Regions from separate parts of the Sus scrofa genome. Here region 2 is linked to region 1. A link is a contact called in public Hi-C data. All regions are on one chromosome and are shown on one strand. The core of a region is the stretch at or near the end of the contact, and the rest is flanking DNA. Distances in the headings are between cores, read along the strand shown. Region 1 has its middle 73 kb from the start of HABP2. Region 2 overlaps HABP2 (hyaluronan binding protein 2).

Evidence for each region. A called contact is a pair of places that touch in the nucleus more often than the background predicts.
Region 2: a contact with region 1 is called in a Hi-C map of retroperitoneal adipose tissue, with 2.8 times the contacts expected there. The contact joins two enhancer-like sites. A contact is called at or near these places in 1 of 5 promoter capture datasets (liver) and 9 of 47 Hi-C or Micro-C datasets (embryonic fibroblasts, heart right ventricle, liver and 4 more).

The regions. Positions count from the first base shown.
Region 1 is chr14:123,818,313-123,824,612 of Sscrofa11.1, forward strand. No RefSeq gene overlaps it. Among named protein-coding and RNA genes, the nearest start is that of HABP2, 73 kb to the right of the region's middle. Within about 2 kb of position 2,624, at least 8 of the 83 cell types and tissues checked have an H3K27ac peak or open chromatin away from gene starts, as enhancers often do. A contact at or near this core is called in retroperitoneal adipose tissue, where this site is marked.
Region 2 is chr14:123,899,842-123,906,141 of Sscrofa11.1, forward strand. It overlaps HABP2 (hyaluronan binding protein 2), which reads left to right. Exons shown (of 13, transcript NM_001243690.1): 2 at 5,532-5,568. Among named protein-coding and RNA genes, the nearest start is that of HABP2, 9.0 kb to the left of the region's middle. Within about 2 kb of position 2,375, at least 21 of the 83 cell types and tissues checked have an H3K27ac peak or open chromatin away from gene starts, as enhancers often do. A contact at or near this core is called in retroperitoneal adipose tissue, where this site is marked.

The DNA.
Region 1 (6,300 bases), core at 1,374-3,873:
CAACTCCTAAGAGGAAGAGTGTGTTGTCCTCAAATTCCAGCAAAACAGGAGCGTTGACTCTCTTTTGATCTGGCTAAGGGTACACACCCACCTCCTCCAGGGCATAAAGCGTAGGGATTGGTCAGCTGTGGTCACATGCACATCCCCAGGGCCCGTAAATGGAGTCAGCTTCATTCAAACCAGAAGACTGAGTGTGGGGAAGGGGTGGTCCCCACGGGAAAACCCAGGATGCAAATATGATCCTGGGCAGGCAGAAGCATCAGCTGTTCACTGCACCTTGACATTGAGTGTTGGGGGGGGAGCTGTTTGTGTCACACCTGACACCCCCGTGGACCCAGACCCTCGATCCTCAAACATCCTGGTAACAACACTGGAAATTTTCTTTGTCTGAGAAACACTTTAATCTTGCGCTGCCAAGACATCCTAAGAGGCGACAAGAAGAGACAAAAGTGGCACCTCCCATGTGGGCTGAGCTGCCATCTGTCCTCTGGCCCACCTCCACCATCCCCAGCCCTGCAGGTCTCTGATGTCACAGTTGTCCCAGTCAGATGGAGGGCAATCTTTGGAGACCTTGCCAAGAGAATGGAATTACCGGAATATTTCTACTTAGCTTGTCCTCAAGCTGCCAAGAGGCACTTAAGTGCATGTTGAATTGGGCCGATGGGCCAGATGAGTCCACTGGCCCAAATTAGGTTTACCTTCTCCCATGGGAACCTAAACATGGCCTTTCCCTCGGGAGTCTGAACAGCGTAGACTTCACCTCGGTGTCTTGGGACATTGAGCTCTTCTTCCCAAAGGTCAGAGGAGACAGCCCCCATGCCAGAAGGGGGCCATGCTCTCAGGGACGCCCACCCCAGGCAGCTCACCCAAGGGCAGTGGGCTGGAAGGAAGCTAAGAGCATCATGTAAGCTGGCGGAGTAGCCATTTACTCAGTTTCTAGCATCTTGTGTTTGTCTCCACGTGGAGCCGATGGATGGCTCATTTGGACTCAACTGGCCCATCGGCCCAATTCAACAAGCACTGAAGTGCCTCTTGGCAGCTTGAGGACAAGCTAAGTAGAAATATTCTAGGAAATCTATCAAAACTCTCGGACAGCCTTCAGGATCTGGAATCAGACTGACCCGGGTGTAAGCCCAATCCTGGCACGCCTGTGCTGTGTGACTTTGACCTCCATTTCCTGATCTGTAAAACAGGGATGCTGGCACAAGGGCCCATATCTGGGGGCTTTCCTGAGGCTGACATGAGGTGACATATATCGAGGCCAGTAGCCGCCACTGTGGGTCAGCCCACAAAAGTGTGGCCTTCCCTCCCCTCGGCCAGCTCTTTGTTGACCGGACTGGCCAGTAGGTGGGACAGATCCTCTTCCTGATGCATCTTGACAGCTGGGCACAGGGGCATCACCAGGCCATCAGCATCAGCTTTCTCAACCACCCTTCAGGTGGTACGAGGAGGAGGCAGGGACTGGATGAAAACTGGCCATTAATTAGCCCAACACACACCCACACACCTTAACGGGCACCCTGGGGCTTTACATGTGACCCCCAAATGCAGATATGAATGTTCATTTTATCTTTGATATCACGCCTTCTAGATTGAATAATAATAACAGACACCAGGTACCAAGCGAAATACTTAACAATCTTTCCGTAGCTGATTTCATCCTCACAACGGTCTCATGATGCTGTCAATCAATGTTAATACTTCTTACAGAGGAGGAGCCTGGAACCCTTGAGAGGTGAAGGCGAGGCTGCCATCAGTTGTGTGTGTGAGAGCACCCCCTGCAGGTGAGGGCTGCACATTGCTAATAAAAGTAGCAGGCGGCCCTCTTTTGGCACTCACTCGGTGCCAGATGTAGCCACAAGCGTACCATCTTTCATCCTCACAGCCATCTCCCACAAAACCTCGGGGACCATATAGAGGCCCCTGCTAGCTTGTCCAAAGTCAACAGTTAATAAAGGGCAGAGCCTTCCAGAGTCCCTGCTAGAACACCCTGCCCTTTTCCTGAAAAACACGTTTAAAAATTGTGATTAATAACGGTCCCCACCACCACCACCACCCCCGTCAATAGATACATGTTCTATGACAGCAGAAGAGTCATTCTTGTATCCCCAGGACACAACACAACGCTTGGCTCATAGCAGGTGCTGAATATACTTGTTGAAAAGTGAGTTATTGAGTGCATGAATGAACAGGGTATAGAAGACAGATACGAGGAAGGGTTCTAATAGCAAAAACTGTCCACTCTTTCACCCCCAGTGTTTGGTGCAGGTGGCCAGGCTGCTGGGAGTGGTGGCACTCTGAATGCTGGCACCTGCGCCAGGCAGTGCAGAATGAAGTCCCCCAAGAGCACGCGAACGGAACTTCGGAGAGATGTACTCTGTCCAGGGCCGCCAAGTTCCTTGACCCCCACACAACATCTGGCCAGAGAAGCATTTCGTTTTTCAGACAAACCGAGACAGTCCTGCCAACATCCAAAGTGGCCACTGGCCAAGAGGCACTTGGGTTCAACGCTGCTGATTTTGTTGAAACAGCTGAGTGTTTTGCCACAGAGCCTCAGCCCCTCTGCGCTGGCGCTCTTCTCTCCTGTCTCTGGCTGAGGACATCCTCAGGCCGGGACTCTTAATCCTCCTGAACACAAGGGAGGATGTGCTCCTGACCGGGCGCCAAGGCACCCTGGAGCCCCCAGAGGCCGCCCCGGGCGGATCTGGAACATTCAGAAATGCTGCCATCTTGTGGCGTCTTCAGGCGGGAGCAAGACGCTCCCTGGCAACCTTCAGCCAGCAGCTCCTGCAAGGCTCATCTGCCTTCACCTTTTCCTTTGTTCTCATCTTTTCCCAACCATCCCTCTGCTCCAGAGTGACGACCAATTCATGCTGGCGATTTGGAATTTTCCTCTATGAAAAGAGCACCACCAGCATGCACTTTAGAACTTTTAGGAGTTTCTGCAAATTCTGTCTTTGGAGAGACCCTGTCCCTGCATCTTGGTGAGGAGAGTCCCCAGTGTGTCCAGCATCCCCCAGGGGGCTCAGAGCACAAGCCACAGAGAGTGGACGTGGTCCGAGGCATCTTCGTCCATGGGCGCTGCTTGTCCTTGTGAGTTTGTCCAAGAACCCCGTGGCGGACGTGGGTACCTAGCTTCTGAAACCTCACTCCCAAGCTTGATGATATGCCCGCTGAAAGATTCGGCTGAATCTGAGAGGTCTTGTGCATCAGGGACCCCGCAGACTGGACCCCGGGGACTCCAAGTGGAAGGGCCTCTTGTCAATTCCGGGGGGGGTGCCCTTGAGACCGCAGACGACCCCGCCCACAATCCTCTGGCGTCCCGAAAGGAAGAAGCAAAGCCTTGACTCAGTGCTTGGAGGCGGATTCCTAGAAGATTGCCCCAAAGAAGGGTGCAGAGATGGTACATGTTTGCATCGCAGCTTTTGCGTGGAGCTGTCTCTGCTTCCAACCTGCTCTGGGTGGATTACCTGCTTCAGGGCCAGCCTTGGGCAAAGCTGTCAAGGGGAAAATAATGATCTTTGGCACCTCCCAGCTCTCTTGGAAGTTACCAGATCGCAGAGGGCAAGCCCCCGAGGGAAAGGGGTGGGACACAGGACAAGTAAGTTTTGACAGGAAAGAAAACTGGGTAGAAGGTCTAGGATGCTCCCCGGAGGTGGCGTGGGTGGGGGAAGGTAGTTACGGAGGCTGCCGATTGCTGAATTGAGGGGTGAGAATCAAAGAGCTGTAAAGGGCTGAGAAATCGATGGACAGCAGAGTCCTTTCTGCTGGGCTAAATTGAAGTGGCCTGTGTGGCCCAGCATAAAAGCTACAGGCTGCTTCCTACGTGCAAGGAGACGTGAGCCTTGTCCTGCGTGGCTGGGGGTGGGGGCTGGGGAGGCTGGCTGGGTTCCTGCTGACTCCGAAGAGATGGGGCAGAGGCTCACAAAATATTTGCATGTTACTGTTTCACTGCCTTCACCTTTCCCTATGGGCTGGCCAGGCCTGGGCCCTTCTGGATTATAAGAATTGAGTATGTCCTTATTTTACCAAGGAAAGCACTGAGGATCATGGAGCAGAGTTGGTACAAGGCAACATTGAAGCAGATCAGATTCATCATCTGTGCTGCTGTAACAAATTACCACTAAGTGGCTTTTTTTTTTGTCTTTTTCCTTTTCTAGGGCTGCTTCCTGCAGCATATGGAGGTTCCCAGGCTGGGGGTTGAATCAGAGCTATTGATGCCAGCCTATGCCAGAGCCACAGCAATGTAGGATCCACGCCACATCTGCAACCTACACCACAGCTCTTGGCAAGAGCCAGATCCTTAACCCACGGAGCAAGGCCAGGGATCGAACCCGCAGCCTCATGGTTCCTAGTCAGATTCGTTCACCACTGCGCCACGATGGGAACTCCCACCACTAAGTGGCTTAAAACAGTGCAAGTTCAGTATCTCGTTCGTGGGCTAAAATGAAGGTGTCATCAGGACTGCGTTCCTCTGGAAGCTCTAGGGAAGGGTCCATTACCTTGTCTATACCGGCTTCTGGAGGCCACTGCGTCTTTGGCTCATGAAACCCTCCTCCACCTTCCAAGCCAGCAGCATTGCATCTCGCTGACCGCTCCATCAGGCGCACCTCACTCTGTCCACTGCCCGGAAAAGACCCATTGTGCCCACTTGGATAATCCAGGCTAATCTCCCAACTCACTAGCCTCAACCTTAATCTCATCTGCAAAATCCCTTTTGCCAGGTCAGGTAACATAGTCACCGGTTCTGGGGCTTAGGGAGTGGACATCTTTAGGGGTCATTATTCTGCCCCCTGCACAGTGGTCTCCCCTCTCTGGGCCAGACACCAGGCTGTGCTTCCACCCTTTCCCCTCCACCTCCTCCCCGCCTCCCTATTAAACCCGGGGAGTGACTTCACCTCGGGCTACATCTGCTTCCAAACCACTTGCCTGGTTCTTACCCAAACCCACCACTTGATTCCGAAATTACATGCAGGACTAATTGTTGCTTGAGGCTACTTGTGAAATGGGGATAGTTTGTAACAAAAAACCCCAGCACAAGGCTTCAAGGTAGGGGATGAATTGTTCAGGGAGCAGACAGGAAACACACACACACACACACACACACACACACACACACCCCTTTGCATTTGGGTCCAATTCTGTGCCTCCCTCCCAGAACCCACAAAAGCCTGGTGAGGGAATAGTGAAGACACACCTTTAAAATTTTTCTCTAAACCTTGGGAGTTCCTGTTGTGGTGCAGCAGAAAAGAATCCAACTCATATCCATGAGGATGCGGGTTTGATCCCTGGCCTCGCTCAGTGGGTCCGGGAATCCACTGTTGCCTCGAGCTGTGGTGTAGGTCAAAGACACAGCTCGGATCCTGCACTGCTGTGGCTGTGGCACAGGCTGGCCGCTGTAGCTCCCATTCAACCCCTAGCCGGGGAACCTCCATGTGTCCTGGGTGTGGCCCTAAAAAAATAAAAGCAAAAAACAAAATTTTTTTTCTCTAAACCCAATAATAAAATAGATGCAGAAAGGCAAAGCCAAGAAAGCTGTGGACTTGGTCTGGAACATAATTATTCTTTCACTTGTCAGGTAAGTTTGAAGAAAAAAATTGGCCAGATAAAAGAAGTGAGAAGGAATTTGACCGACTTGTTTAAAGTTATGTAGGCTTTTGAAAGAGAGGAATTTCTTTTTTTTTTTTTTTTTTTTTTTCCTTTTTGTCTTTTTGCCTTTTATAGGGCCACTCCCGCGGCATATGGAGATTCCCAGGCTAGGGGTCGAATCAGAGCTGTAGCCACCGGCCTATGCCAGAGCCACAGCAATGCCGGATCTGAGCCACGTCTGCGACCCACACCACAGCTCACGGCAATGCCGGATCCCCAACCCACCGAGGGAGGCCAGGGATCGAACACGCAACCTCATGGTTCCTAGTCAGATTCGCTAACCACTGAGCCACAACGGGAACTCCGAAAGAGAGGAATTTCTAAATGAGAAATGTTTGCTGTTGATTTTTCAAATGAACCATTCGGGGTTGTTCCCATTGAATGGGGCCCAGCACTTGTCTGCTTTACCTCAGCTGCCAAATAATGTTGGGGCTCAAGTCCAAATATCTTTCCTGTAAAGAATTCTTTGCCCTCCCCATGCATATGACTTGCAATCTCATTAACTTTATAAATGTTTTGTTTCTAAATTTTTGTGTTCTTTTAGGATCAGCCTCCTCACGTAGTTTGGTCCAGATTAAGTGATGCATAAGCCAAAGAATGAGGAGGCTTAGCTGGAGCCCGAACGGCCTGCCCCTGAGGATGCAGCCAGTG
Region 2 (6,300 bases), core at 1,125-3,624, 81 kb after region 1:
CTCATTGGTTTGGTTTGTTCACTTACCTTTTCAAGGGGCTCCCAGGTGCATGAGCACATCCAGAAACGAGGGTTTGTTTTTATCCAATCTCCTTTTCCTGGATGCCCTCGCTTCCTAACCTTCAACCCCCTCCCGCCAAGCTCCTGGGATGACCCAGTTGTACCAATATTTACCACCAAGCTCTTGCCTAAAGAGTCGCCCATTGTGGGAGTTCCTGTTGTGGCTCAGCAGTAACGAACCCAACTAGTATCCACGAGAATGCAGGTGTGATCCCTGGCCTTGGTCAGTGGGTTAAGGATCTGGTGTTGCTGCGAGCTGTGGTGTAGGTCATAGACGTGGCTCAGATCCCAGGTTCTGGTGGCTGTGGCATAGGGCACCGGCTGCAGCTCCAATTTGCCCCCTAGCTCGGGAACCTCCATATGCTTTAGCAGGTGTGGCCCTAAAAAGACCAAAAAAAAAAAAAAAAAAAAAAAGTAGCCCATTGCAAATGCAGTGCTTGCTGCCCCCTGAGCAGACAAATCCCCTTGAATCAAACATTGGGTTGGTTAAGGGAATTCTTTTGTAATTGGGGAAACAGGTTTCAACAATTTGCAGAGGTGCGATGATGTCTCTCCAACGTCCCTGGCCTAAGAGCGGTATAACCAAGTGTGGCCGAGGGCAGAGTCGCTGGGGTGAGGGTTGAAAACGCACCCCAAGGAGATTATGCTGCAAATCAGTAAGACTCAGACACAGGATTCTTTTCTCTGCCCCTCCCTGCCCTCTATTCCAACCCTCCTGAGCCCAAAGATCACGAAACCTGCTCCCTGATGACTGGTGGGGAGACTGACATTGCCAAGGGTCTGCTCTTAACCAGGGAAGGCCAAAGTCCACGGCACAGATCCCTTGTGAAAGCCTGACTGTGGAGTAGATGGACCAGCAGTGGCATCTAGAGAGGTCTCTCTGAATCTACTGCAAAGCAACCACCTCCCCATGTGTAAGAAGCAGCTGCTTCCAGCCGTCTAGGAAGAGTGAGTGCAGTTGTGACCGCTCAGCCCTGCTGAGACGAGGAGTGAATGGGGCAGAAGAAGCAGGCCGTGGCTCGTGTGCCTTTTGATCCGGGTGGAGACGTTTGTTGGGATGTGTTGGTGACAGTGGACTGGCTAAGGCTCCAGCTGACTTTTTTTTTTTTTTTTTTTTTTTGTCTTTTTGCCTTTTCTTGGGCCGCTCCCGTAGCATATGGAGGTTCCCAGGCTAGGGGTCGAATCGGAGCTGTAGCCACTGGCCTACGCCAGAGCCATAGCAACGCAGGATCTGAGCCGCGTCTGCAACCCACACCACAGCTCAAGGCAATGCCAGATCCTTAACCCACTGAGCAAGGGCAGGGATTGAACCTGCAACCTCCTGGTTCCTAGTCGGATTCGTTAACCACTGCGCCATGACAGGAACTCCTCCAGCTGACTTTTGTACCTTCTCCAGCTGTCCCTGGGGCCTAGTGGCCCTCTCTGTGTCTGCCAAGCCCGGGCTAGTCTGGACAGGCCTTTCAGAAAGCTTTCTAAGAACAGGGGCCCAGTCTCTTCACCTGGCTCAATACCCTGCCTCTCTGTTTCCTTCTCCGCCATCCTTTCACTGCCACATCTGCGTGCCTGCTGCCCTCATCACTCACAGCAAGGGCTCTGGCATAAGACTGCCTCCCTTCTAGCCTGGTTCCAGCACTTACTAGCTGGGCTACTTTGTCTTAATCTCTGCAAAGGTGTTTTCTCACCTCTAAAGGCACTTCATCAATAATCCAGTTATTAAGGATTGTATGCAATAAATGAGACAAAATGCACATAAAGCATTTAACACAGTCCTTGGCACCTGTCAGGTCTTAATAAAGGTGAACTGGGATCACAGTTGTCCCCTCCTCCTCCTCCTCCTTTCGCATCGATGGGCTTCCTCTTTGGATTTGCAAGTCCCAGGACTAGAAGTTCTTATTTCTCCGTCTCTGGGGAAAAACAGAATGGGATAATGGAATGAAAGGAGGCAAAGACTGTGTCTACCCCTCACCCCCAACCTGGGCCATTACCCAAGTTAGTTTCAGGGTCCAGAGATCTGGCACAAATAACTGGCCAGAGGCCTGGCTTTCCCAGACGGTCCCCCAATATCCAGCCTGGGGTTTGGGCTGCCAGCCTCCACATTTCACCACAAACTCTTTCTGTGGGTGGATCCAGTGATTCACAAAATGAGGGGGCCTGCTGGGGCCTTGGGGCCCCCTGACATGCAGCTCAGGCTGCACAGCTGGGCAGCAGCTGCTTCAGACTCCCTGAGAGCCCATGGGATCTGCAGCTCCCACCCCCAAGCCCCAGAAGGTCCTGCTTTCTTTTTGTTTGGTTTCCTTCCGAGCACCAGCTCCGGCTGCTGGGAAGAGCACGTCTGCCACCTGCTGGCAGTGGGCAGCACAGCATCTGTCTGTCCCACAGGCTTCAATTTCTAGCTAAGATTTGGGGCTCTGGCCCTGGCACAGGTCCTGGAGGGCTGGGTCAAGACAGGTAGAGAGGGCCAGGCCCTGCCCTTCCAACAAGCTCTATGGAGGGAAGATGAGGCAGGGCAAAGGACCAGAACTACGGCCGAGATGACTGGCTGCAACAAGGGTGAGACTGAAGGAGGGGTGACAGGTGTCCTGAGGGGCCCCTCATGTCCCTTCTCTGAAATCTGCCTGGCACTCAAGCCCAAAAGTGCCAAGGTCAAACATCCCCTGTTCAAGCTCCCCAGGCCCGGGGATGCCCTTAGACTTGAAAGCCCCCTCCTCTGCCAACTCTTCTCCACCATCACCCCACCACCAAAAAAAAAAAAAAACCCCACCCCTCGTCTCACCTCCTGCAGAAACAGGGCAAAAGGGAATTGTGATGCCTTTAAACGGACACAATTTAAACAACAAGTGGCCTCTCTTGCTTGATCTGCATGACTTTCTCCTCCCCAACTTTTTATTTTGTGATTCGTCAAACCTCCAGAATGGTGGAAAGAATGGTACATGGACTATCGTTCACACAAACAGATGCAACACTGAGCGTGTGCCATGGTTGCTTTCTGTTGTGAGCTCTATGTAAAGTGACCTCTTATGCTTGTTTTTTTGGCTGGTCATTTGCTGAATCACTTACAGCTGAATTGCAGCCATGACCCTCCCCGCTTTAGCATCTTCTTAGGATAAGGACATTTTCCCATAAAACCACAGAACTGTTATCACCGTCAAGAAATTCAGCATTGACACACTAATAATCTCTAACATGTCTGTATTCAGATCCCCACTTGTCCCAATAATGTCCTTTAAGCCTTTTTTTTTTTTCTTTTTAAATCTGGGATCCAACCTAGGATTCCACACTGCATTTTGTTGTCATGTCTCTCTAGTCTTATTTAATAAAGAACAGTCTTCCCATCTTTTTTGTCTTTATGACACTGACAATCCTAAGCTAGTTGCTTTGTAGAAAGCCCACATCTTGGATCCACTGTGTTCCCTACAAGTGATGCAAGATGAGCAGTTTTGTCCAGAATTGATCTTGTTGACAGGTGGATCTTGTGCCCTCGTGTGGGATGTATTTTTCTTTTTACCATTTTACCCAAAGACGGCTGAAGAGGCTGCAGTAAAAGAGAAAATTAAAACATCTGCTGAGAGGAGTCCCCGTTGTGGCACAGTGGAAATGAATCCGACTAGGAACCATGAGGTTGCTGGTTCAATCCCTGGCTTTGTTCAGTTGGTTAAGGATCAGGCATTGCTGTGAGCTGTGGTGTAGGCTGAAGACATGGCTCAGATCCTGCGTTGCTGTGGCTGTGTTGTAGGCCGGCGGCTACATCTTCCATTTGATCTCTAGCTGGGGAACCTCCATTTGCTACAGGTGCAGCACTAAAAAGACAAAAAAAAAAAAAAAAAAAAAAAAAAAAAAAAAAGTCTGCTGAGGGTAGAGGAAGCAAACATACCAAACTGCCTAGACTGGGTACCAGGAAGATCCACCTCACCGATGGCAGCTTTCTGGCGGAGACCCAGAGCGAACGCCGTCGAGGGATAGAATTCTTGTATTTTTAAGTCAGAGGTCAGCAAACTTTGTAAAGCATCAGACAAGAACAACTGGGCACTACACTGTCTCTTTCACAGTTGCCCTGTCATTGCAACCTCAAAGCAGACGTAGACAGCACGTAAGCAGTTGGGGGTGCCTGTGCTCCAATAAAATGTTATTGACAAAAATGTAGCTGCTGTAGCTGCTGGGTTGGGCTCAAAGTCCTTTGTTTTAAGGGAAAGAAGATATTCCAGCTATTAAATGAATAAAACATTCTTTTCCTGGTAAGGACTGCATTCTACAAAACAAAACTATTCCTATCATATTTTCAGCAAAACTTTTCCAGGCATGGCATGTGCCAAGCGCTGTGCTCAGTACTGGGTGAATGCACAGTGATGAAACAGACCAGAGCCTCAAATTACTGGAGGGCAGCTTTGGATGTGAAAGATAGATAACATGCAAATGAACACATAGAAAACTACAAGCTGAAATAAGGACCGTGGAGGAAATGAATGGGTGCAGAGACGAAACAATGGGGGGTGTGTTGTATTGATGGGGAGGCGGGGAAGATGACATTTAAGCTGAGATGATGTCTAGTGATGGTCACGGAGGAGAGCTTTCTATGCAGAACGGCCTGTCCAGCAAGTGCAAAGGCCCTGAGGTGGAAAGAGCCTGGCTAGTGCCATTTTGAACGCAGATGTGGCTAGACTTTAGTAAGGGACAACAGGAGAGAGGGGGATGGGAGGAGCTTTATAGGTCCTGGCAAGGGTCCGTATTTTATGCCAAGGACAATGAGGAGTAACTGGAGGATTGAAGCGTCCATTCATCTCCAGCCTTAAGGAGCCATCACTGAGGCAATCGCCTGGACTTGGGCGTGAGTGAATCTGAATCCTGTCACAGCTGTGTGAGCGCTGAGCCTCAATTTTCTCATCTGTTAAGCGGGCTGATAAAGCTTCCTCATAGGGTTTTTGTAAGAGTTAAATGCAGCACTGTACAGTCAGGCAGAGGCAACACGCAATCCATGCTGATTCCTGTAACTGACAGGACGGTCAGGACCTGGTGGCCAGGTTCCAGTATGGGACAGGTAGGTGCAGGCACTGCATGTCCCAAAAGGAAAAAAAATCTCAGGGAAGTGAAGGAGTTCCCTGGTGACCCAGTGGTTGAAGATCCAGTATTTGCCACTGCCATGGCTCGGGCCACTGCTGTGGTGCTGGCACGATCCTGGGAAATGCCATGTGCCACAGGCACAGCCAAAAAAAAAAAAAAAAAGCACTGCGCGTCCATACTGGGGGGAGAAAGATGTTTTGGATGCTCAGCCAGCACAGAAAGAGCGGGGACAGCTTCAAATAGACCCCACCCCTCTTCTCTCCAATCCACACCCCCCCCATCGGAAAGTACCCATTGCTCCCACGCCCTGGATTTGACCCCGGGAAAGGCTCCACTCACCTCCCAGGCGCCCAGGAAGGTGCCCAGCCAGTTCAGAGGACTCACGCTTCCTCCGTTCTGTGTCATTTTGTTTTTCAGTTCTCCCTCCTGTCTCTACTCACAGACCTGGACCCAGGTGAGTGCTTGGCGGACCACCTTGGGGCTGCCCACCTCACAGGCTGATCTGGGGAATGGGGGAAACGGGGCTTACACACGTGAGTGTGGGTGCAACCGCAGCATTCCAATGGCTCAGAAGTGTCATGGGGCCCTTTGAGGATTTTCCCAGAGAAATGCAGCCCTGGGTGTTTGTGTACACACACACACACACACACACACACACACACTGGTTCACACAGTTTTGAGCTGCCTGTGGGTGCTGTGATGTCCAGTCTCAGGATCCCAAGGGAAAATTGCTGAAGGCATTAAACCCCTTCATTTCACAGAAAAGGAGACTGAAGCTCAGAGAGGGGAGGCAACTTGCCCCAGGTCACACAGCACATTAGAGACTGTGATGAGGCAAAGTGAGGATGTCTTTGCCAATGGCTCCATGCAGGCCAACCCCGTGCCACCCCTTTCTCTTCATCCCTTTTGGTGGGGAGCCAGCAACCCTATGCTGAGAGGATGGTGCCATGCAGGCAGCCCCCGGCCGGCCCCCCTGCTGCTGATGCCCCCCCCCCACTGTTGTCCCCTCCATGCAGTCTATTTCCCCAGTGTTCTTTCACACAGGCTCCTAATCCTATGTCCTCTGCCTGTGCCTCAGCCATGCCTGGGCTGAGCAGAGCTGCTCCTTCATGCCACATTGTCTGCTCCTGGTCTCTGTCTCTGGGTCCGAATCTCCCTTTGCTGCTCTGAGATCCAAGGGAGAAAA